Linked DNA regions of Mus musculus: regions 1, 2, 3, 4, 6 and 7 are each linked to region 5. Evidence: chromatin contacts called from public HiChIP or PLAC-seq and promoter capture Hi-C data. All regions are on one chromosome and are shown on one strand. Each heading gives the region's core, a stretch centred on a gene start, on an enhancer-like site or on the middle of the called end of the contact. The rest is flanking DNA. Distances are from core to core; before and after follow the strand shown. Region 1 has its middle 20 kb from the start of Gm31363. Region 2 overlaps Tbc1d1 (TBC1 domain family, member 1). Region 3 overlaps Tbc1d1 (TBC1 domain family, member 1). Region 4 has its middle 10 kb from the start of Gm43837. Region 5 holds the start of Wdr19 (WD repeat domain 19). Region 6 overlaps Tbc1d1 (TBC1 domain family, member 1). Region 7 overlaps Tbc1d1 (TBC1 domain family, member 1).

Evidence for each region. Promoter capture Hi-C pulls out the DNA fragments that hold promoters and counts their contacts. HiChIP or PLAC-seq counts read pairs in DNA pulled down with a chosen protein or histone mark.
Region 1: a contact with region 5 is called in a promoter capture Hi-C map of embryonic stem cells, with 2.5 times the contacts expected there. The contact joins the enhancer-like site here to the promoter of Wdr19 in region 5. A contact is called at or near these places in 6 of 39 promoter capture datasets (the 3T3-L1 cell line, embryonic stem cells, hematopoietic stem and progenitor cells and 2 more), 1 of 115 datasets of contacts at active chromatin or transcription factors (bone marrow-derived macrophages) and 2 of 9 other capture datasets (adipose tissue and macrophages).
Region 2: a FOXA1 HiChIP or PLAC-seq map of pancreatic cancer cells shows a contact between it and region 5. The contact joins the enhancer-like site here to the promoter of Wdr19 in region 5. A contact is called at or near these places in 12 of 39 promoter capture datasets (the 3T3-L1 cell line, the SN4741 cell line, embryonic stem cells and 5 more), 6 of 115 datasets of contacts at active chromatin or transcription factors (the NIH/3T3 cell line, astrocytes, fibro-adipogenic progenitors and 3 more) and 1 of 9 other capture datasets (adipose tissue).
Region 3: an H3K27ac HiChIP or PLAC-seq map of large pre-B cells shows a contact between it and region 5, with 2.6 times the contacts expected there. The contact joins the enhancer-like site here to the promoter of Wdr19 in region 5. A contact is called at or near these places in 9 of 39 promoter capture datasets (the C10 cell line, embryonic stem cells, hematopoietic stem and progenitor cells and 4 more), 2 of 115 datasets of contacts at active chromatin or transcription factors (astrocytes and large pre-B cells) and 1 of 9 other capture datasets (adipose tissue).
Region 4: a contact with region 5 is called in a promoter capture Hi-C map of liver, with 4 times the contacts expected there. The contact joins the enhancer-like site here to the promoter of Wdr19 in region 5. A contact is called at or near these places in 9 of 39 promoter capture datasets (the 3T3-L1 cell line, the C10 cell line, cranial neural crest and 5 more), 1 of 15 datasets of contacts at CTCF or cohesin (embryonic stem cells), 2 of 484 Hi-C or Micro-C datasets (Th1 cells and cortical neurons), 3 of 115 datasets of contacts at active chromatin or transcription factors (astrocytes, large pre-B cells and stem cell-derived neural progenitor cells) and 2 of 9 other capture datasets (adipose tissue and macrophages).
Region 6: a contact with region 5 is called in an H3K27ac HiChIP or PLAC-seq map of the NIH/3T3 cell line, with 6 times the contacts expected there. The contact joins the enhancer-like site here to the promoter of Wdr19 in region 5. A contact is called at or near these places in 9 of 39 promoter capture datasets (the 3T3-L1 cell line, embryonic stem cells, hippocampal neurons and 3 more), 2 of 115 datasets of contacts at active chromatin or transcription factors (the NIH/3T3 cell line and astrocytes) and 1 of 9 other capture datasets (macrophages).
Region 7: a promoter capture Hi-C map of embryonic stem cells shows a contact between it and region 5, with 4 times the contacts expected there. The contact joins the enhancer-like site here to the promoter of Wdr19 in region 5. A contact is called at or near these places in 14 of 39 promoter capture datasets (the 3T3-L1 cell line, the C10 cell line, cranial neural crest and 6 more), 2 of 115 datasets of contacts at active chromatin or transcription factors (the NIH/3T3 cell line and microglia) and 1 of 9 other capture datasets (adipose tissue).

What each region holds. Positions count from the first base shown.
Region 1 is chr5:64,430,612-64,433,311 of GRCm38.p6, forward strand. No RefSeq gene overlaps it. Among named protein-coding and RNA genes, the nearest start is that of Gm31363, 20 kb to the right of the region's middle. Within about 2 kb of position 1,265, at least 43 of the 459 cell types and tissues checked have an H3K27ac peak or open chromatin away from gene starts, as enhancers often do. A contact at or near this core is called in embryonic stem cells, where this site is marked.
Region 2 is chr5:64,279,008-64,281,707 of GRCm38.p6, forward strand. It overlaps Tbc1d1 (TBC1 domain family, member 1), which reads left to right. Exons shown (of 22, transcript NM_001310611.1): 10 at 324-410. Among named protein-coding and RNA genes, the nearest start is that of Gm38634, 23 kb to the left of the region's middle. Within about 2 kb of position 1,359, at least 48 of the 459 cell types and tissues checked have an H3K27ac peak or open chromatin away from gene starts, as enhancers often do. A contact at or near this core is called in the NIH/3T3 cell line, the SN4741 cell line, hippocampal neurons and 1 more, where this site is marked.
Region 3 is chr5:64,216,596-64,219,295 of GRCm38.p6, forward strand. The region is part of intron 2 of Tbc1d1 (TBC1 domain family, member 1); the gene reads left to right. Among named protein-coding and RNA genes, the nearest start is that of Gm46913, 29 kb to the right of the region's middle. Within about 2 kb of position 1,451, at least 56 of the 459 cell types and tissues checked have an H3K27ac peak or open chromatin away from gene starts, as enhancers often do. A contact at or near this core is called in liver and pre-B cells, where this site is marked.
Region 4 is chr5:64,366,296-64,369,075 of GRCm38.p6, forward strand. No RefSeq gene overlaps it. Among named protein-coding and RNA genes, the nearest start is that of Gm43837, 10 kb to the right of the region's middle. Within about 2 kb of position 1,341, at least 85 of the 459 cell types and tissues checked have an H3K27ac peak or open chromatin away from gene starts, as enhancers often do. A contact at or near this core is called in adipose tissue, astrocytes, cortical neurons and 1 more, where this site is marked.
Region 5 is chr5:65,198,282-65,201,090 of GRCm38.p6, forward strand. Wdr19 (WD repeat domain 19) reads left to right here and starts at 1,415. Exons shown (of 37, transcript NM_153391.2): 1 at 1,415-1,479. The coding sequence starts at 1,474.
Region 6 is chr5:64,323,798-64,326,565 of GRCm38.p6, forward strand. Tbc1d1 (TBC1 domain family, member 1) reads left to right here. Exons shown (of 22, transcript NM_001310611.1): 17 at 654-812. Among named protein-coding and RNA genes, the nearest start is that of Gm43837, 53 kb to the right of the region's middle. Within about 2 kb of position 1,359, at least 127 of the 459 cell types and tissues checked have an H3K27ac peak or open chromatin away from gene starts, as enhancers often do. A contact at or near this core is called in the NIH/3T3 cell line, astrocytes and liver, where this site is marked.
Region 7 is chr5:64,343,266-64,346,068 of GRCm38.p6, forward strand. It overlaps Tbc1d1 (TBC1 domain family, member 1), which reads left to right. Exons shown (of 22, transcript NM_001310611.1): 21 at 1,987-2,160. Among named protein-coding and RNA genes, the nearest start is that of Gm43837, 33 kb to the right of the region's middle. Within about 2 kb of position 1,271, at least 168 of the 459 cell types and tissues checked have an H3K27ac peak or open chromatin away from gene starts, as enhancers often do. A contact at or near this core is called in adipose tissue, embryonic stem cells, liver and 3 more, where this site is marked.

The sequences.
Region 1 (2,700 bases), core at 15-2,514, 770 kb before region 5:
ATGGCCAGTTGGTGTGAGCAGGGTGGGTCCCTGCTTGCTGTTCCCAGAGCCCCAAGGCAAGAGCCTGGAGTCACATTTTATCTCCGGCTTCTGACCTGGGGTCAGGGTGCCAATAAACCAGGTTGTTTTGGCCACACCCTGTGATGTATTTGTCTGATGGGAATGTGGTTCTGAAACCAGTAGATGGTGGCCTTTGTTCAGTGGTGGCTGGAGGCTGCTTTTCTTTCTTAGAGTTGAAAGAGTTGCAGGCTGCATTCCCCCAGAGAATTAGAAAAAGAAATGTTCTGAAACAAATGATGCTCCCATGGAACACTTATTCTTTAATTCCCACCAGCCTCCACCCAGTGCTCTGTGAGTTTTGGTCCAGAAATGGCTCCTGTCTGTCCCCACCATCTCTATCAGTGCTAGGATCTGCATGGATGCTTAGAAGTGTGCTAGGCCTGCCTGCTGGTCTCCGGGTCCCCATGTCTGTCCAGTACCCTGCCTTGTCTCCTGTCCTGGTTTTCAGGAACGCTTTCCCCTGGCCTAGCATGTGTGACCCTGGAGAAGGGATTGCAAAGCCAGTCTGGATAATTCTGAGTAACTCAGTAAATGAGCTTCATTTCAGATGGAGGTGGGAGACAGCAAACATGAATCCTGCTGCAGCCCAGCCTGGTGTGGGTCCACCAGACAGGTGCCAATCAAAAGAAGGATCTTTCCAAGTCGAACCTGTTTTGGAAAATAGGTCTATTCACAGCATACAAGACAGATGCTCCAAGAAACGCTTTACTTTAATCAGGTAGTCACCTGCTCTGTTTCTCACTGTTAGTCTAATGGAAGACTGCACCTTTCTGAGTTTCAAGTCCTGCTTCTAAAAAAACTGGGCTGGCCAAAATTATTGGAAGAGCGAGGCACGGTGCTATGTGAGTGCTATGTGAGGGGACTGAGAGAATGCAGTGCAATGCGTAGGAAGGCTGCAGCCACTCTTGGATCTCTGTGGTGCCATTCAGACAGGGGTGCTGGGCCCAGACACAGAAAGGACACAGTACCCTTAGAGCCCAGTGAGAAGTCAGATAAGATCTGGCCGTTCAACTTGGGTTTGGGACGCAGAAGGCTGGAGGCACCAGACAGTGCTGCAGGAGCTCAGCCGAGGGCAGCCGGAACCTGGTTTGACTTGAATTTCTTCCTTCTGTTTTGTTATTGCTGATAGCTTTGTGTTTGCTGGCCACTGTTGGAATCATGGGTGTAACTGGGTGGGGCAGGTGAGGCCAGAGGCCAGGTGCAGCCTGGCAAAGAAGTAGAGGGAGGTGTAGGGTGTGGTGTGCAGGGCCCTGACTTCTCTAAGCAGCTATAGGGAGCTCCTTCCCGGAGGCAAGACGCCTTGTCAGGCACTGAAGCAAGGCTGGGGTGCTTGCTGCCTCTGTGACTTTCCTCCTCCTCCTGCAGCCAGGTCTAGGGAGGAACAAGTTGTCTTCAGCATGGGATAACAGCAGTTGTGGGGTTGCTGAGTACCTCTTTCTTTCCCCGTGTCCTCAGGCTGTTTCGAGCGCTCTTGCTGGCTTGCCACCTGGCTGCCATCTTGTTATCATGAACGTTTCCCACTGGTGGCTTTTACTTTGGGGTGATTCTGTAGATGAAGTACTTGTAGGACTGAAGTCTCAGAGACTTGGGATTTGGAGCCAAGCGAAGGAATGGCAGATATGGATGGCATAGGGAGAGGTCATGAACACGGGTGGGACAGGGTCCATGAACACAGCGGGTGGGGGGTGGAGTTTGCACGCATGAATGCAGGTTTGTGAACATGGATAGAATAACAGTTTGTGAATATGAACGGGATAAAGTTTGCAGTCACGGATGAGACAGAATTCATGGATGTAGAAGAGAAGGATCTCGTGGACAGAGAGATGGAGGAGTTTGCAGACATGGACCAAGTCCATGAACATGAATGGTAAGTCGTTCAAGGACATGGATATAGAGTTTCACTCATTCTCCAGTTGGATGTAGCAGCCAGCATCAGAACGAATCCACGTGGGGCCCTTACCTATCCTCCTCCTGCTGGTTGCAGGCTTTTCTCTTTCCCTAGCCCACCTCTGGCTACCTCTCTCAGTGCAACCTCTGTTGTCCCCTTAAGCCCCCAGCATCAGTGATGGAACCCAGGACTTTATGCATGCTTGGCAAATGCTCTGCCACAGAGCCACCTCCCAGGACACCTTGATATTTACTTTTTCAGGAGGTGGCAGACTAGTGTGTTAATAGAAGCCTTAGCTCCTTTGGTATCCCTAATGTTTGGTGCATGGGAGGAGCAGGGCAGGGTGCAGTCTATATTTGTTAGACTGAAGAAATAGAAAGATGACAACTGACCTTCCTCAATGTACCAGATGGTACTGGAACAGAATTTGGAGATGAGAGACTACGGGTCATATATAGTCTTCCTGGATTGGTCTTGGATTAGAGACACTGACCTAATTTATACCTTAAGACTGTGTACATGAAGGCTTGTCCTTAGAAGCAGCGTATGTTAACACAATAACAAGGGCTAGCAAGATGGGTCAGCAGGTAATGCAGTATAAGACTGATGACCTGAGTTTGAGCCTTGGAACCCATGTACAAAAAGCCATATGTGGTGGCATGCCTTTGTAATTCCAGTACTCCTACAGTGAGAGAGTGAGCAGAAACAGGAGGATTCCCTGGAAGCCCATGGGCCAGCTAGTTTGGAATGTA
Region 2 (2,700 bases), core at 109-2,608, 920 kb before region 5:
TGATTGAGTGACATCCAGGTGGCCAGTTATGATCGCCCATGACTCAGGAAGGAGCTATTGAGTGTGCTTTGGGGATCATGATAGATGTATTAGGCCACCTTGCTGTCTGTTGTCCCCAGCAAATGACTGATCCATGGGGCTCTGTGGATCATCTAGGTTGGTATGATTCTTAAAATGATGACAGAAATGTGATGGTTAGTGCAGGGTTGTGCTGAGCTGTGCTTGTCAGTGAGTTTATTTTCCGGGCTTATTTAACAAGGCCAGGCTGCTTCCAGATGCTGATGACTTTGGGGCTGTGGCTCAACTGCCTTTTCTCTTCGTAGGGTAATAAAGCCAGAGGCCTGCAGGACCATTCCGCCAGTGTGGATCTGGACAGCTCCACTTCTAGTACTCTAAGTAACACCAGCAAAGTAAGCATGTTTCTTTCAGTGGTCCCCTGAAGATGCAGCCAACAGGCCTGCCCATCTTGACTCTACACAGCTATCAGGACAAAAAAGCCCATGCCCCTCTAGTCATAAAACACTTAGTGCTTCCAGACTTCTCTACAAGTAGAGGGCAAGCTGTGTGAAAAGTTTTAAATAAAAAGGCCAATAACTATTGCTATAAACAGAGAATCAAGATCATATTTTTAGACAGATGAGACCTGATCTGTAACAACCATGGGCTTCTTATCCAAAGTAGAGTTTGTAATAATAAAAGATTGAGACAGCTTCAAAGGTGGGGAGGGGGTTGTGAATTCAGGGAATTGTGCAGCAGAAATTCCTGAGACTGTGGCCTGTAGCTGATCCCATGACCGTGAGAAAACATGATTGTTTTGTTTGAATAAGCAGCCAAGCCTTGCCCCGTGGTCTGCCGCAGGACACAGGTATGATGCATTGCCCGACCGCCTTCTGTGGTGACACACCTACTTGTCCCCTTGCTTTCTATCTTGTTCCAGGGTCATTTACACGTGACGGGACCTGGTTTATTTAACCCTATGACTGCCAGTCAGGAGGCAGCCTTCCTCCATATTGTCAGCATGCTCTGATGTAAGAACAAGGAAGCTTATGAGCCCCAGCCCCTCACCAAAGCTCTGTCCTAGACTTGAAGTTTTCAAAGGCTTCAGATCCTCGCCAACAATAAGAAAGACATTTAACATTTGACATAGTTTGCAAATACACATAGCCCTCCCACACAAAATGAAAATGAGTTAAAATGAAAGCACTCTCTGGATAATGGGCTGCATACACTGTTATTTCTGCTCATTTATTTTTAAGATGCTCCTGGCAAGCCACTAAATTGATATTACTACCTACTGGGGTGTGTAGTGTGTGGTTTGAGACTCATTCCTTTAGATGAGCATGACTCAGACTTTAAGCTGCCTCTGTGCTTCACTTGTTCTGGCTGGGATCTCAATGCTGACACCGCTCGGCAGCAAGACCGTGTCGCTGCTCCTGCTGCTTTTGTAGCTGGCGTTGTGCCGGAAGACCTGGAAGTCAGTCTTCTCCATGTAGCGTTCTAAGTTAAGGCACAGCAGGCCACATCATCATCCAGCCTTCACAGGACACACACTGATTGTACTTCCACGTTCAAGTGTGCAAATGTCAAGTGCTGCTGGTCACCTATTGTAAAAAGATGGCTGGGTCCATAGGTGAGAAGGTACAGTTGAACAAGTAAACCCCACATGAGGGGGAGTGTGACGAGACGAGAGCTGCAGACAACAGATACTGGTGGCTTGGACCTCAGAGGAGTGAGGGGAAGAGGTGTGGTTTGGTAGTAGAAAGCTTGGAGAAGGGAAGGTACTGATGCTACGAATTAAATCCTGTGGAAAGCCTGGGCATTGTGCCAAGGAAGTAGCCAGGGAGTCGGAATTTCAGATACCTTAGTGTTGATTATGAAGTTCTTAAGACTCCCATCCTTTGTTTTTATGTGTCCCCTCCATCCCCTTTTCTGGTTTTGTACCTAGCTCAAGGTGACCTTGATGGCCCAGAACTCCTGATCCTCTGACCTCTGCCTTCAAGGGCAGAAATTATAGGCATGACCACCAAGGTTGATTTGTTAGGACTCTTGTTGAATGTTTGAGCATACAGTAAGGAGGGAGTACTCAGTGAAACTTTAGCTTATTTCTGTAGCATCAGTCGGAATACAAGCCACTTTAAAGTGGTCTCATCTTGCTTAATTCAGGAAATGGTGCAGTGAATTTTCACTGTACTCTTACAGAGGCAGACAGTGGAATGCAGCAAGAAGTTAAATGACTTCCCCTGAATTATGGCAAGTCACATGTGATAAACATGTCTTTACTCCAGGCAGAACATACAGTATAGTTTTAGCATCAAGAGTGCCAAGTTAAATCTCAACATTAGATCAGAGTCAGAAAGAGCCTTGAACTGTAGGTAAACATCCATGAACATACTAGGCAAAGATAAAGAAGTTGGTTAAGTGGTGGGAACTCTCCATACAGGACCATACTTCCTATAAGCCTGTGAAAAGCCTGTTCTCTGGAGTTAGCAATCTGGTCATGGTATTTGAGCAGTCAGTGCTGCAGCTTGTGAACTTCATTATTATTTTTGGAACTTTCCCCATCTTTGCAGGAAGCAAGAACTTGTCTCTGAGAAGCAGGTGTTATTATATAACAGCTTTAATACCCTTATATCTTTGGTAACCTCTAGATGACATTCTAGTGAGACAGTCCTATGAATGTAATGTATCTGTGTGCTTAGA
Region 3 (2,700 bases), core at 201-2,700, 980 kb before region 5:
CAAACCATATTTGAACCATAAGAATGTATGTGTATTTGTCCTGGGCTATTTCATTTGGCGGGAGGGGGGGGCATAGGGGAGGGATTGTTTTACCAGTTAAGCTGTAGGAAGCATGAATGATTTGACAAATTCTAGGGGCTGGAGAGATGGCTCAGTGGTTAAGAACACTGATTGCTCTTCCAGGGCTTGAGTCCCAACACTTATGTGATGGCTCACAACTGTCAGTAACTCCAGTCCCAGGGGGTTCTAGTGTCCTCTTTGGCCTCTGTAGGGACCAGGTACACATGTGATACACAGACATGTGTAGGCAAAACATTTATAAAATAATAAATCTTACCCAAAAAAGTGAAAATCCTGTCAGTACCTAATTCTAATGCTCTACAGATTAGGGATAGTCTTCCTCCTCTCTTATCTGTAAGGGTAATTTCTACTTAGCATTTGGATGCCTGGTAAGACTCCAAGCTGCCTACAGGGCCTGCCGTTGGCTCAGGACCCCTTCTCTGGCTCCCTGACTCAAGCAGTCAGCTGTGCTCTTTCCTCTTTGCTTGCAGTGTGGGCTTGCTGGACTGTAAACCGTCCCTTCAAGGGCAGGTGGTGTGTCTACCGCTGCACCCCAGGAACTGATGCGCGGTGATGAGCCATAGGCATTAGTAGACTGATGGATGGTTGAAGCCTATCCCTCGGTGGGGCCAGGTTGTAGATGTGAAATTACCAACTGGTCCTCAGTTTCCCCTTCTTAGGAGGTCAGGAGGCTCCCTGTTTCATGCACTATGGAGATTTTGAACAATGCGTGGGGGGCCAATGGACTTTGTCTAGGGTTCACTGGTTTCCTCCGAGTCTGACAGGCAAAGCACTCTGAGCATTATGCTCCATCACCACGATCATTTCTTATCTCCAAGAGCTGCAATGATTAACGAGATAATGGCAAACATCTGCCAGACACTAAGTGCTCAGGGAATACTGCTTGCTTCCCTCCTGAATAGTGATCTCCGAGAAGGCTTTGAGAGACCAGGCAGGCATCCATTCTTGATCTCTCCTCCGAAGGAAGGAACCGATTCTGCGTTCTGGAAAGTTCTCGGAGCTTTGGTGACCTGTTGAGAGTGACTCTGAGTTTAACAATCAAAGATAACTGTGAGCTAAGGCCATCAGACCATTAACCCATCATGAGTTGGTTCGTTTTAGATGGAGTCTCAGAGCTCAGGCTAGTCTGCAACCCTGTCTGCAGCTCTGGTTGGTCTCGAATCTGTCATCCCTCTACCTCGGTCTTACAAGTGCTGGGGTTTCAGCAGTGTGCCACCAGGGGATTCACTTCAACATAAATGTCACAGCTTGGGAGGAATGTTGGAGATTTTAAGTCCATAATAACTTCCACAATAGCTACAGGGTAGATACGGATCCAGGTGTGATCTGTCCCTGAAATGAGTAGGTAGAGCTGGCAGAACATCCGAGTCCACCTGGCCCCAAGCCACCCCGTTCTGCCTCATAGAGAGCAAAGTTCAAAGGCTCAAAAGAAAGTTAATCCAAACCACAGAAGAAACTGCCTGGCCCTCATCTGAAAGCTGAGTTTATGTTGAAATTCATGAAAACATGAAACTTCACGTTGCTTGTATTATCGTTGTCACATTTGGGAAATTCCAGGTTAGAAGACCTACAATTCAGACCCCCCTGCATAAAAGCTTTAAGAGGATGGATGAGACTCTAACACACATGGAAAGGAGAAGCCATTCTCTCTTCAGGTCCGCTCACCCCTGGTGTCTGTCAGAGCCAGTAGGAGCTGTTTTTAGTTCTGTTCCTTCTCCAGCTGTACAGAGAGGCCAGGGTGTGTGTGTGTGCGCGCGTGCAGTGTGCACGGGTGGTTTATTTTACAACCCGGGCAGGTGTTCTTTTGCTAAGCACTAAATCCCCAGAGACTACTGGAGGTTGTTTCCCCCTATTCTCTCTCCCCCTCCCCCTCTCTCCTCCCCTCCCTCCTCTCTCCTCCCCTCCCCCTTCCCCTCCCCCTCCCCTCACCCCTCCTCTCAGTTATGGGGACTAACTTGGGTCATGATTTCTGGAAAGTGTTCTTGCTCAGTGCACCAACAATGGCACCAAGAAGAGCCTGAGCAGACACTTGGCGAGATGCAGGAGTCTGTGACTCACTGGCTTTTACCTTGAAATCTCAGGTTACACCAAGAAAGCAAAAACAGGGCTTTAGGGATGACAGGATCGCTTAGCAGGTAAAGGCACCTGCCACCAAGCCCGACAACCCCAATTCAACCCCTCAGGCCATTTGGTAGAAAGAGAGAGCCAATCCTAGTAAGTTGGCCTCTGACCTCCACCCACGCCTTCGTACCCTCGTCATGCCCCAGCAGTGGCACATACAATAGTAATGTTAAATTTTTAAAAGGATCGTGTTTTGCATAAGGAAGCATGCTCATTTCAGACTTGAAAAGAGTGAATGTTGTGAGAAAGGGCTCAGCTGTGGATAAAACCTGGGATTAAGTTTGTATAGAAAGTCTTAGAAATTAAAAATTTTACAAAAAAAAAATCATATTCAAAGGTAAATTCAACCACCTAAACCAGGAAACTTTGACCTGCTGTGGAGGGAGGGGAACGAGTTTGGATCAGGTTTTTATTTGCTAATAGACCAGTCAGGAAATAGCATTTCATACTTTTCCATTTTTATTTTTTTTTTATATGTGTGTGGTGTATGTGTTCATG
Region 4 (2,780 bases), core at 91-2,590, 830 kb before region 5:
GTGACTGTCAGTCAGCTTCCTGATGTGCACTCCAGAACTCTGAAGAATAATTGTAAAGGAAGGGCAGGCTGCCCAACAGCGACCGAATGGATGACTGAGGAGTGGACGACTGGGGAAGGCCCTGGAGGGCTTGAGAGAACATGGAGCTCTATGGCTTACAGACACAAGTTGGTGGATGCAGTTGTGAGTTAAGCTTGCCTTCCGAGTGACACTGACCTTGGTCATGCAAGTTGCTGGGGCTCTAAAAGAAGAAAAGATTTTAGGAAAAAGAAAAAAAAACTTTTAAGAAATGCAACATTCAGCTGAAACTTGGAAGAGGAGTCTAAACATTACTTTGGCTCGTAGCTTAGTGCACGAAAGTAGAGTGAGAGACCAGTTCGCAGAAAAGGGTTAGTTTTGAAACTCTACTGTGTGTAAAAAAGACAGCCAGAAAGCAGCTCAAGTCAACCTCATGTGTAACCGCAGCATCAGAAAAACATGAGGCAGGGGCAGTTGGCAGGAGGCATGTCTATCTGTCTTCCATCAGTCTGTCTATCTATCTATCTATCTATCTATCTATCTATCTATCTATCTATCATCACTTAACTATTACAAATTTACCCCCATGAAAGCAATAGGGGCAGAAACCTGAGTTTTGTGGGTCTCTGTTATGGTAATCTTCATTCTCACCTTGGCCGGATTCAGAATTACATAGGAGCCACTCTGTGACTGTGTTCCCCAAAGGGCTAACTGAGAAGAAAATAGCCCTAAATGTGGGAAGCACCATCTCTTAGGGTCCTGGACTGAAAAGGCAAAGTGGGGGTGAGGTGGGGTGGGGTGGGGGAGGCTGAGCACCAGCTTCCATCTCTCTGCTTCTTGACCACGGTCTCCTGCCTTGCCTTTCCTGCCACAACAGATCGCATGCTTCCCTACCAATGAACTTTTCTTCTTAGGTTTCTTTTGTTAGGGAGTCTATCAGAGCAATGAGAAACATAACAGTCTCCTGATGTCATTTTAAGTGTTATCTACAACAGGGAGAACTCTGCTGTCCCCCTCAATGACTAAGTCAGGCTTACAACTTCTGGGTTGGGTTGAGGCAATTAAAAAAAAAAAAGCCTTTGAATTGGAAAAAAAAAGCCTTCTTTCAGATTTTAGCTTTTCAAGTCTAAAGTAATAGTTAAACACCGAACCGGAGTTAACCTTAAATCTTCTCTTTTCTCTCTTGGCATTGACTCCCTCCTCCTGGAAGTCTGCCCTGGGAAGCTTGCTCCTCCTCCTCCCCTCTCTCAGCTCACCTCCTCCCCTTGCTGGGCGCCATTCCCCTGCATGCCTGGAACGCAGCCCAGCGAGGAGAGCGGTGACAGAACAAGAGTCTTCTCTCACGTGTCAGGGTGGCCCAAGCCTTTTGGGCTGGGCAGCTGGCCTCCCTGGAGAGACCTGGCAGCCCATGAAAGCTGACCCTGTCAGAGGCCTCCAGCCGGGCAGCTTTCTCTGTCTATCCCCTGACTTGGGCTGAAGAGTCTCTGTGCCTCAGGGTGGCCTTATGTGACTCCTTCCCCAGCTGCAGGGATTCTTATGGGCTAAAAACCAGCCTCTTTCCATTGAGGTCTTCTGTTCAGGCCCACAGGTCCCAAGGCCATGGTGGCCTTACCAGTGACCTTTCCCACGGGGACCCATATCTGATGTGGGGACGTCTCTTGCTCTGTCACCAGTGGTCATCACTAACATTTGAATGTCACATTACCCATCACTGTCCTATGACCACATCTACTATCTAGTGACATTAATGTTCACCGCCACCTGCAGGACAGGTGAATCTGGCAAGCTGTATCTGTGACATTGGCTCTAAACTTCTGCCTGCCGTTTGTACACCATGAGACACCACATGGATGTTTCACTTACCACTGACTCTGTTGCAGAAGCAGAAACCAGGAGAGTGAGCCTTTATAGACCAGGAAGAACTTACCATGAGGCTTTGAGCAGTTCAGGAGTATCTCTGGGTCTCAGTTTTCCCAACTAGCAAATGGGGTGGACTTGTTATCATCTGGGTCGTTTCTCACACTAAAATTCCATGACCTAACCCAGCTCTAGCATAAAGAATGGCATGGAGGGGTGTGGAACTAGAGGATGAAAGGACTGCATAGGATCGTGGCCACAGCCAGGCTCAGAGAGACTGGTATAAATGCCCCTGAAATCTTTAACATGACAAAAGGTTAAGTACATACTTAAAATGCCTTGAAATCTAGGTCTTTGATAATTGCTTCTTTTTAGCTCTAAAGAGAAGGCTCAATAACAGGAGAGGCTTCAGCACATTGTTTCAAGCGAGACCCTTAAAACATTTGCTCTTCTGACTCATTAACTCCGCACCAGAAATAGATTCAAAGAACCCATCAGAAGCATACACAAAGATTTATTCACAGGAGTGTGATTCATGGTCATCTTCATGGTAGTATAAACTACAAGCTACTCCTTTTATTCCATCTGTGCTCACAGGATACATCCTCAGAGAGGGTTTCCAACTGCACCTGCGTCAGGTCTGGGGAGATGGCTCTGTTGGCAACCTGCTTGCTGTATAAGTGTGAGGACAGGAATTTGGTCCCCTAGAGCACATGTTAAAAACAAAATGAGCTAGGTGAGTGTAATGGTGCCAACCTCTAATCCCAGAACTCAGGAGGCAGAGGTAAGCAGATCTCTGTGAGTTCAAGGTCACTTTGGTCTACATAGAGTGCTCCAGGACAGCCCAGACTACGGAGAGATCTTGTCTTGAAAGAAAGAAAGAAAGAAAGAAAGAAAGAAAGAAA
Region 5 (2,809 bases), core at 165-2,664:
CATTATGTATATACGTTGCTAGACTTGTAGCTGCATTCCATTTTGAGAGGTACTCATGAAAATGGCACTGCTCTTTTATTTCAAATCTGCTTATTACTGATATGGAGGGGTGTGACTACTCTTTGTGTATTAAGATTGTATCCTGGAGGCTTGGTATAATTAGCTCTACCTCTACCCCACATCCCTCCCTCTCTTCTACTGATTCTGTACACTCTCAGTCATGTCATCTGCAGTTTTCCCACCTCCTTCCTCAATCAGTATGCTTCTTTTTCTCTCCTTATTGCATTAACTAGGACTTCCACCAGAATTGAGAAAGAGTCACAAGAGGGGACATCCCTGCCTTGTTCCTAATGGGACTACTTTCAAGATTCTTAGCATTAAGTACATCAGCCTTAGGCTATTTGGAGATACTGTTTACAATTTCTATGGTACAGGGTTTTGTTGTCTTGCTTTTTCTTGTTGGGTTTTGTTTTTTGAGAATTTTGAGGGTTTGTTTTATGTTCAGTTTTGTCAAATGCTTTGTTATTATAGCTACTGATGCAACCATGTAGGTTTTTTGTTTTTTTTTTGTTTGTTTTTGATTAGCCTGTTACTATTGTGACAGAGCAAGACAATGCAGAAGTTTCTCCATCTTGTATTCTTGCTGAGGCCATTTTAGGTTTGACTACAATTTTATCTCATGGACGAGAGTCGCTGTGAAAAATTACCCAACTCTATTCTAGGAACCCGAGGTGATGATGCCCAGCTAGCCAACCTTAGCTACTGTGCAGAATCCCACTCCCTCCCTCCAGCCAACTTTTAATGCTTAGCTTCCGCTAAACTTCTTGTTTACCAGGCTCAAATACTACAGGCGAGTTCTTTTCTTTATTTTTTTCAACTATTCCTCCCCGATCACACTAGCTAAAATTGTCTTAATGGTCCTGAAAGAAAACGACTCCTCATACCTCACCTCCGTTAGGGCAAAATCAAAAATAAAAACCCTGCAAGAAAAAAAAATGAGGAATGATACATTAGTTTCTCCAAGCCTTTTTTACAAGTGGATCTTGTAGAAGCCGTCTGGCTCATGAGCCAATTCCTGCCTCCTACTTGCCAACCTCTGGGTCCAGCTTTTTTCCCCCCGGAATTCCTTTACAACCGCTCCTAGGCCAGTGGTTTCTGCTCACATAGCTCAAGACCCTTTCTGTCCATAGGGCCCGCCTGCCTCGCAGCCTCACCCAATCAGAGCTCAGGCAGGAAGTTGACCAGCCCTCGTAGCATTCAACTTCCCGGAGCTTAGCTCCACCTCCATCACGTGACTCTACCCACCCTGCCCATCTCTCTCAAAGGAGGGCTCCGGGGGCAGCTCCGCCCCACGCTCGCTGATTGGTCGCTGTTTGCACGGTCTCCTGGGTGACGAGAACGCGGTAGCGGGGCGGGGGTGTTCTGTTGCGCCTGCGCACTTACAAGAACGGGGGTGTCGCTGGAGCCTTTGAAATGAAGGTAAATAACTTACAAGTGCCAGCGGATTGAGAAGATGTGGCAGCCTCTGTATTTCCTAAACTCTCGGAGCGCGACTCTGAGGAGTTTGTGTCCCTGTCCCTCCGCGGAAGTGCTGAGGATAGAGGAATGAGCTCCGGGAGCGGGCGGGAGGGGATGATGGGCTTGTAAGGATGCAGGGAAAGGAAGCTCTGGAGAGCGGGCTGAGGGAGGCCTGTGCCCTCTGGAATCTGGTAGAAGCCTGATCTGAGTACGCCCGAACTACCGGTATCGCTACCGATTTCTTGTAGCTTAATCCTGGGCAAACCAAGCCACTGGCCCAGAGCCCTAGGGAGAATCAAAAGTCTCTAAAACAGTCATCAAGAATTACTTGGCCTGTGACCTGTCCGGTATGCAGAGCCCTGGTCGCTAGAACACATGATGGAGAAATCTGCACACCTGTGTGCGTCCTCCACTGCACGCAGGTTTTCTGATTGGGTTTGTTGTGAATTCCACAGGGGCAGCCGCTGCACTCCTGTGATTTACCTCAGAGGTACTTACCCCCGCACTGCTCTGACAAAGAAATGGAAACACCGAGTTTAAAATGGTTTCAGCTTTCCTAAAGCTTCACTGTAGCTCTTGTGTGTCCATTGGAATTGGCAGATAACTTTGCATGATTCACTTTCTGGTGTGTCGGAAAGGAGTAAATACTATTCTCTTTACAGTTAAGTTAACCGTGACCTGCAACAAGCAAACCTTTTTGCTGTTCTAGGAAAGCTGTAACTTTTATCTGAGTTGTACCTAGAACCGATATAACTCTGTGGAAGAAAACTAACCTGTAAGATTACAGCCCAAGACAGATCTGCCATGAAAGGAATAGAATCAGGTTTAAGGACGATGTATTCCCAAACTCGCAGAAGTAAGATGGTCTAGAATACGTTGAGTGAGTGTACGTGCTGGAAAAAACCTGTGTGTGCTTGGCATCATAGCGCACCTCTATCTTAAGTTGCGATTCCAGGACACAGGCTTTCGGGAGATGGGCATTTATTCAGATAGCATTGGAGGAGTTGTGTTGTCACTCAGATTCAAGTCTTCAGCTACAGTATCTAAGCTGCATCTACCTAGATAAGGGTGTGCTTGATTAATCTACAGTATTTAAAACTAATATTTTTCATCTAGGGTCATGTTCCTGAGTATTCTAGAATGTAGCAGTCTGATATAAGAATAATATAAGTCAATGAAATTTCAAATTTTTAACTTATAACAACAATAAAATTGTTTAAAAAAAACAAATAACATTGTGATAATACAGTTTGTTTTGCCGAGTATCTCCAAAATTTGTATCAGCATCTAA
Region 6 (2,768 bases), core at 109-2,608, 870 kb before region 5:
CCTTCCTTCTGGACAGTTCTCTTCCCTTTTCCTTCACCTTTAAGGGTTGCTTGCATGACGGAGGCTGTGAGCTCCTGATTGCTGAGATGCAGAGGGCCAGCTCTTTCCCCTGAGCTCTACCTCACTTTGCTTCTCTTCCTGCTCTGAGACATGTGCATCTTCCTTTCATTGCCTCGGAGCATTGTTGGTTGGCTTCAGGTTGGCTTGGGTTGGGTCAGGATTCCTGCCATAACTCAAGAATCCCGTAATTGGAGACTAGGGGTGGCATAGTCCATGAAGTGCTTGCCTTGCAAGTGTGAGGGCCTCCATTTGGTTCCCAGAACTCACAGGAAACCTGGGAGCCATAGTGCCTGCTGTAGCCCCAGTGCTCGGGATGCGGGAGGCAGAGGTAGGTACAACCCTGGGGCTGACTGGGGAATGCAGCCTGGTGAGTGACCATGTCTAACTAACTAAAGTGAGTGAGTGGATGGCGTTCCTGAGGTTGTCTTCCGGCCTCCATGTCCACGTGTACCCATACCCACATGCCCCTGAATGTCTGTACACACAATGAATTTGCAGTCATGAAAAAAGGCACAACTCTTTTTTTTTTTAATCAATGAGCTGAGTTCTGTGTATAAAGCCTGGTTTAATATTTTCCACTCACTCTGTTAAAGGTGTGCCACGTCATCACCGAGGTGAGATCTGGAAATTTCTAGCTGAGCAGTTCCACCTTAAACACCCATTTCCTAGTAAACAGCAGCCAAAGGACGTGCCCTACAAAGAGCTCCTGAAGAAGCTGACCTCGCAGCAGCACGCCATTCTCATCGACCTCGGTGAGTCCACCCCGCCCCAGAGCCAAGAGGGAATGCCCCACCCTTGAGGAGTGTAGAGAGACTATCCAGGTCATTTAGTGATCACAGGTGCCCTCTGAGAGCATACGCGGGCTCCCTTCGTGCCTGGCGGCTGGCTTGTTCTGCTTGGCATGTTGTAGGTGTGAGGAGGCCTTGAGTGGTCATTAAGTCTGTTCATTGACACAGAACTCTGGTTCAGCTCAGTAATTCATATTTTCCAAGGGATGCTTTACAGTACACTGAAGGAGCAACCTGGGAGACACATCGGCTTGGATTGGCTACAGGAGAAACACACAAGCTTGGTTTGCTTTTAGAAGCAGTCTCTGGGCTGTGGTGTACAAACAGAACTTGTCAGAATAATTGTAGAAAACTGTGTGTTGGCAGTTTCGTCTTGGAAAGTGGGCAGTGCCTTGGTTCTGGAATAGCTTTTAAAACGCAGAAAGGAAGCAGTGTATTGGATTTGCAGTTTCCATGGAAAAGACCTCGCTGACTTAGAATGTAATTATGTGGAACAAGAGACCCTCTGACTGTTGGTGGCTGAGCAGCGATGGAGCCCTGCCTTCCTACTTGCTCCCAAGGCCTGTCTCTGCTGGGGGGAGCTAGCTCCGTGGCCTTCCCGAAGGCCAGTTCTGGATGCTGAGGATGTCGTCCCCCCTCCCCAGGACATGCGCCTGTCTCTGCTCAGTGCACTGCACTGCCCATTCTGTGGGTCTTTCCCCGTGTTACAGCCGCAGTGGAGACGGTGAGCTGGGTCAGGCCGGAGTCAGAGCCACACACAGTATCTTCATGCTTGGAAAAGTCCCTCAGACTACTCTGCAGGGCTGGCTTTGAATGTCATCCTCAGAACTGTCCTGACTGTAGCTTCTCCGCCCACAGGCCAAGCCCACCCTTCCTAACCCACACTCTTTCTCCCTGGTACTCAACTACTGCAGTGATTATTATTATTATTATTATTATTATTGCTGTTATTGTTTAATGCTAACACTTAACTTTACCTTGAGTTGAATGTTGTATGAAATTTACTCAATCCATTTCTTTTCATTTTCACAACAGTACACATAGACAAGTGCAGAGAGGTTACATAACTTGTTCATGATCTCATAACTAATTTGCATGAGAACTGTGTTCATCCCCTCCTAGCCCCTACCTCTGCTCAGCAGGATGGTGCCCTCCATGGGCTGCACTTGGGCTGTATTAGAGTGTACTCTCAACTCCAAGGACAGTGCCCGACACATAGTAGGTACTCAATGTATCTTTGCCATGTTGATGGCGAGGCACTGAGCAGTCAAGTGGCATGGCCATCAGCGCAGAGGTGCAGGGACCTATCCACCATCATTCTGACAGCCTAAGACTTCCAAGCCCTACAGGCTCCATGGTGCTAAGAGATGCCAGTACTGGGCAGGTGAAGGGGGAGGCTGACTGGCATGGCCAATCGATCTCCAGCCAAAGCCCATCTGGCCTGGTGACCCTGTGGAGGATATTTGTACATTATCAGCAGCTGAATTTGTTAGTGTGGTAACAGAACAGTGGCATCGTGTTCCTGTTCTGTGAGGTGAACTGAAAACTGACCTGGGGGTAGGGGTGTGGAAAGGAGTGGCAGGTCTCTCTCCTGCCTTCTCCACTCCCCCATGGCACAGGAGGAGAGGAAACACAAGAAATTTTGCTCCCTGTTTTGCATTTTCTTCCTTTGGCTTCTTGTCTGCATTCCCCTTACTCTTCCTGGACAGGTCAGCCCTCTGCCTCTGACTGCTTGAATGTCATCCCTTTTCTGCAGAAAGAGAATGAAGTCCAGATTGGCCACACTCCCCTGCCCCTGCCCCCTCCCTCCCCAGCCAGCCCTCTCCCTAGGAAGCACTGTTTGTCTGAGCCCCAGCTCACTGGCCTTTCCCCTAGAAAACAGCGCCTGATTCACATCCTCTCTGCCCCTGTTCAGCCCCA
Region 7 (2,803 bases), core at 21-2,520, 860 kb before region 5:
ATCCCTTCACCCCCAGCTCAGTGCGGGGAGGTAGGTGTTACGCCCTGTGTGGGAGGCCAGGAACTGAGGCCCAGAGAGACTGAGTCCCTCAGATCCTCAGGGGCAAAGCTGACTCCCAGCCTGAGCTGTCACCAGGGATGGGAAATGCTAATGGTGCCCACTGAGCCTCTCAGGAACAAAAAGAAATCAGGTAGACGTGACAGCACGGGACTTAGTATTTGCATAGACTAACTTTTGAATCTACTTAGTATTAATCATGGAGTTAACCTGAAAACTAGGAAGCTGAATTTTTTTTTTTAAGACAACTGGGAATGGCAGGAATGTGGCAGGGCTTTGTAGGACAGCTTCAGTGCTCATAGGGAAGGGAACCCTGTAGGGGACCCTAGGGGAAAGCTGGCGTCCCACAGCTAGGAAGGGTGTTGGCTGCATTAGTTAGGAAATGCAGTAGAGTACAGCTTCTGTCCTTCAGAAGCCGCAACTCCATTCTCAGAAGAGTGTTCTAGACTGCCAGACCACCTTGAGAGTTGTGATGGTTGCTTTCGACTGTCAGCTTGCCAAGATAGAATCACCTTAGGACTGGTCTAAGACAGTTTCCAGATTAGGCTAATTAAAGTGAGAAAACTTACCCTAAATTCGGACAGTGCCATCCCAGGAGAGACAGCTCCCGGGAGGAGAAAGGAGACAGTGAACTGAGCTGCTACACTTGGCTCTAGGCTTCCTGGCTGTGCGTGTATTGTACCCAGCCATCTCAGGCTTCTGCCACCTCAGGCTCCAGATACCTCAGGCTCCAGACACCTCAGCCTCCAGACACTCCTGTCTCCTGTCACCTCAGACTCCAGACACCCCTGTCTCCTGCCACCTCAGGCTCCAGACACCTTAGCCTCCTGCCACCTCAGGCTCCAGACACCCCTGTCTCCTGCCACCTCAGGCTCCTGCCACATCAGGCTCCAGACACCTCAGGCTCCAGACTCCTCTGTCTCCTGCCACCTCAGGCTCCAGACGCCCAGGCTCTCCACCTCATGAACTGGGCCAAAATAAACCCTTTGTTCTTTGTTACTTTCATTGACCATTTTGTCACAGCAGTATCAGGAAAGTACCTGTTATAGGCCTCTGCTGGGTGACTTCAGCCTGCAGGCTTACCTTATTGGAGAGAGGGCATTGCAGTGAGCAGCAGTCTGCTGACTCACACTGGGCCCACTCCAGCCCTGTCGCTCTTCCTCCTCAGGAGAAAGTGCAGACACTGCCCCCTGGGTGGCGTCTGCACTTTGGGCTTGTTTCACAAGTGTGGCTCTGTTGTCACTGTTGCTGTTAAAGGAAGAGAGCCGGCTCTGCTCATCCATGTGTGAGTGACAGTTGGGATTGGCTCATTTCTGCAGATCTGGGTCAAGAGGACTTTTTCTATAAACAGTCCCATTACTTTGTCATTCTTACAATTCTTAAAAACCCAGCTGAATTGTAACTAAATGTGGTGACCTTGCAAACAGAACATGAGTCCTTTGTCACATTTAACCTATAGTCAGCGTATTTCATAGCATTTGCAGGGAAAGCCGCTAAGAACTACAGTTTTGAAAGTCTTGTCTGTGCCCCTGAGTGCCTGGTGCCTATGAAGGCCAGAAGAGGGTGTCAGCTCCCCTGGGAACTGGAGTTACAGCTAGGAGCCACCAGTGGGTGCTGAGAATTATACCTGAATCTTCGAGAAGGGCAGCCAGTGCTTTTAACTGCTGAGCTGTCTCTCTAGGCCTTGAAAAGTTTTTTTGTTTTTTAAATCTTTTTGGCCTTGTAGAAGCGTGTTAGAACCTATATTTATTCTTTTCCTTTGCAATTACCTCTAGGTGTTTGTTGTCCTCACCGTGTAAAACCATTGACCTTGTCAGAGCTGAGTTTTCTCCTCTCCGTGTGCTTCCACGCGTGCGCGTGAGCACAGGTACCTGTGCCCGTGGGAGGCCTGTCTCAGTGACTCAGCCTGGTGGCTTCTCTACCCAACAGGTGTTTGAGATGGACATCGCCAAGCAGCTCCAGGCCTATGAGGTCGAGTACCACGTGCTCCAGGAGGAGCTTATTGAGTCCTCGCCTCTCAGTGACAACCAAAGAATGGAGAAATTGGAGAAAACCAACAGCAGCTTGCGCAAACAGAACCTTGACCTCCTGGAGCAGTTGCAGGTAGAGCATATTTGCCGAGCGGCTTCCCGAGCCTCTGTGTAGTCGCTCATTAACTCACCAAAGGCACCAGCAGCCCGGGCTTTCCCAGGACCGCAGGACCTTTCCCACCCCGCGCTCTTTGTAGTTGCGATCAGAGGTGTCCCAGGAGAATCAGCCCTTTTATTGCAGAGCAGACAGTGTCCTTGCCACGGTCAGACAGTCCAGGAGCTTTCTGAGAGGCTCTTTCTACACTAAGCTTTGCAGGAGACCAGCTTGGCCCCAGATGCTGACTGCCAACAATTGTGCTTTGAATAATGATGAGAGAGTCTTAAGCTTTTGTTGCCTGGGGGGGAAACAGGCCAGGTCCTTGGAGAGATACTGAAGGAAGGAAGTAACTTAGAAATCTATCTAACGAACTAAATCAGAACAGTTGATGCTTATTTATAAGTCTGATTCGGATGCGAAGGTTTATTAAGCGGCATAGTTCTCCTGTACACCCCGCCCCCATCTTAAGTGGGTGAATGCAGGTAAGGACACAAGACCAGCACTATAAATAGTCCATGCAGAAGGGAGAGGGAATGACCCTGATAGGTGTGCAAAAGTCACTGCAGGGCGTGGCTTCTCTGTCAGTCCATTGGCACTAAGTAACCATGAATTCTCCTTG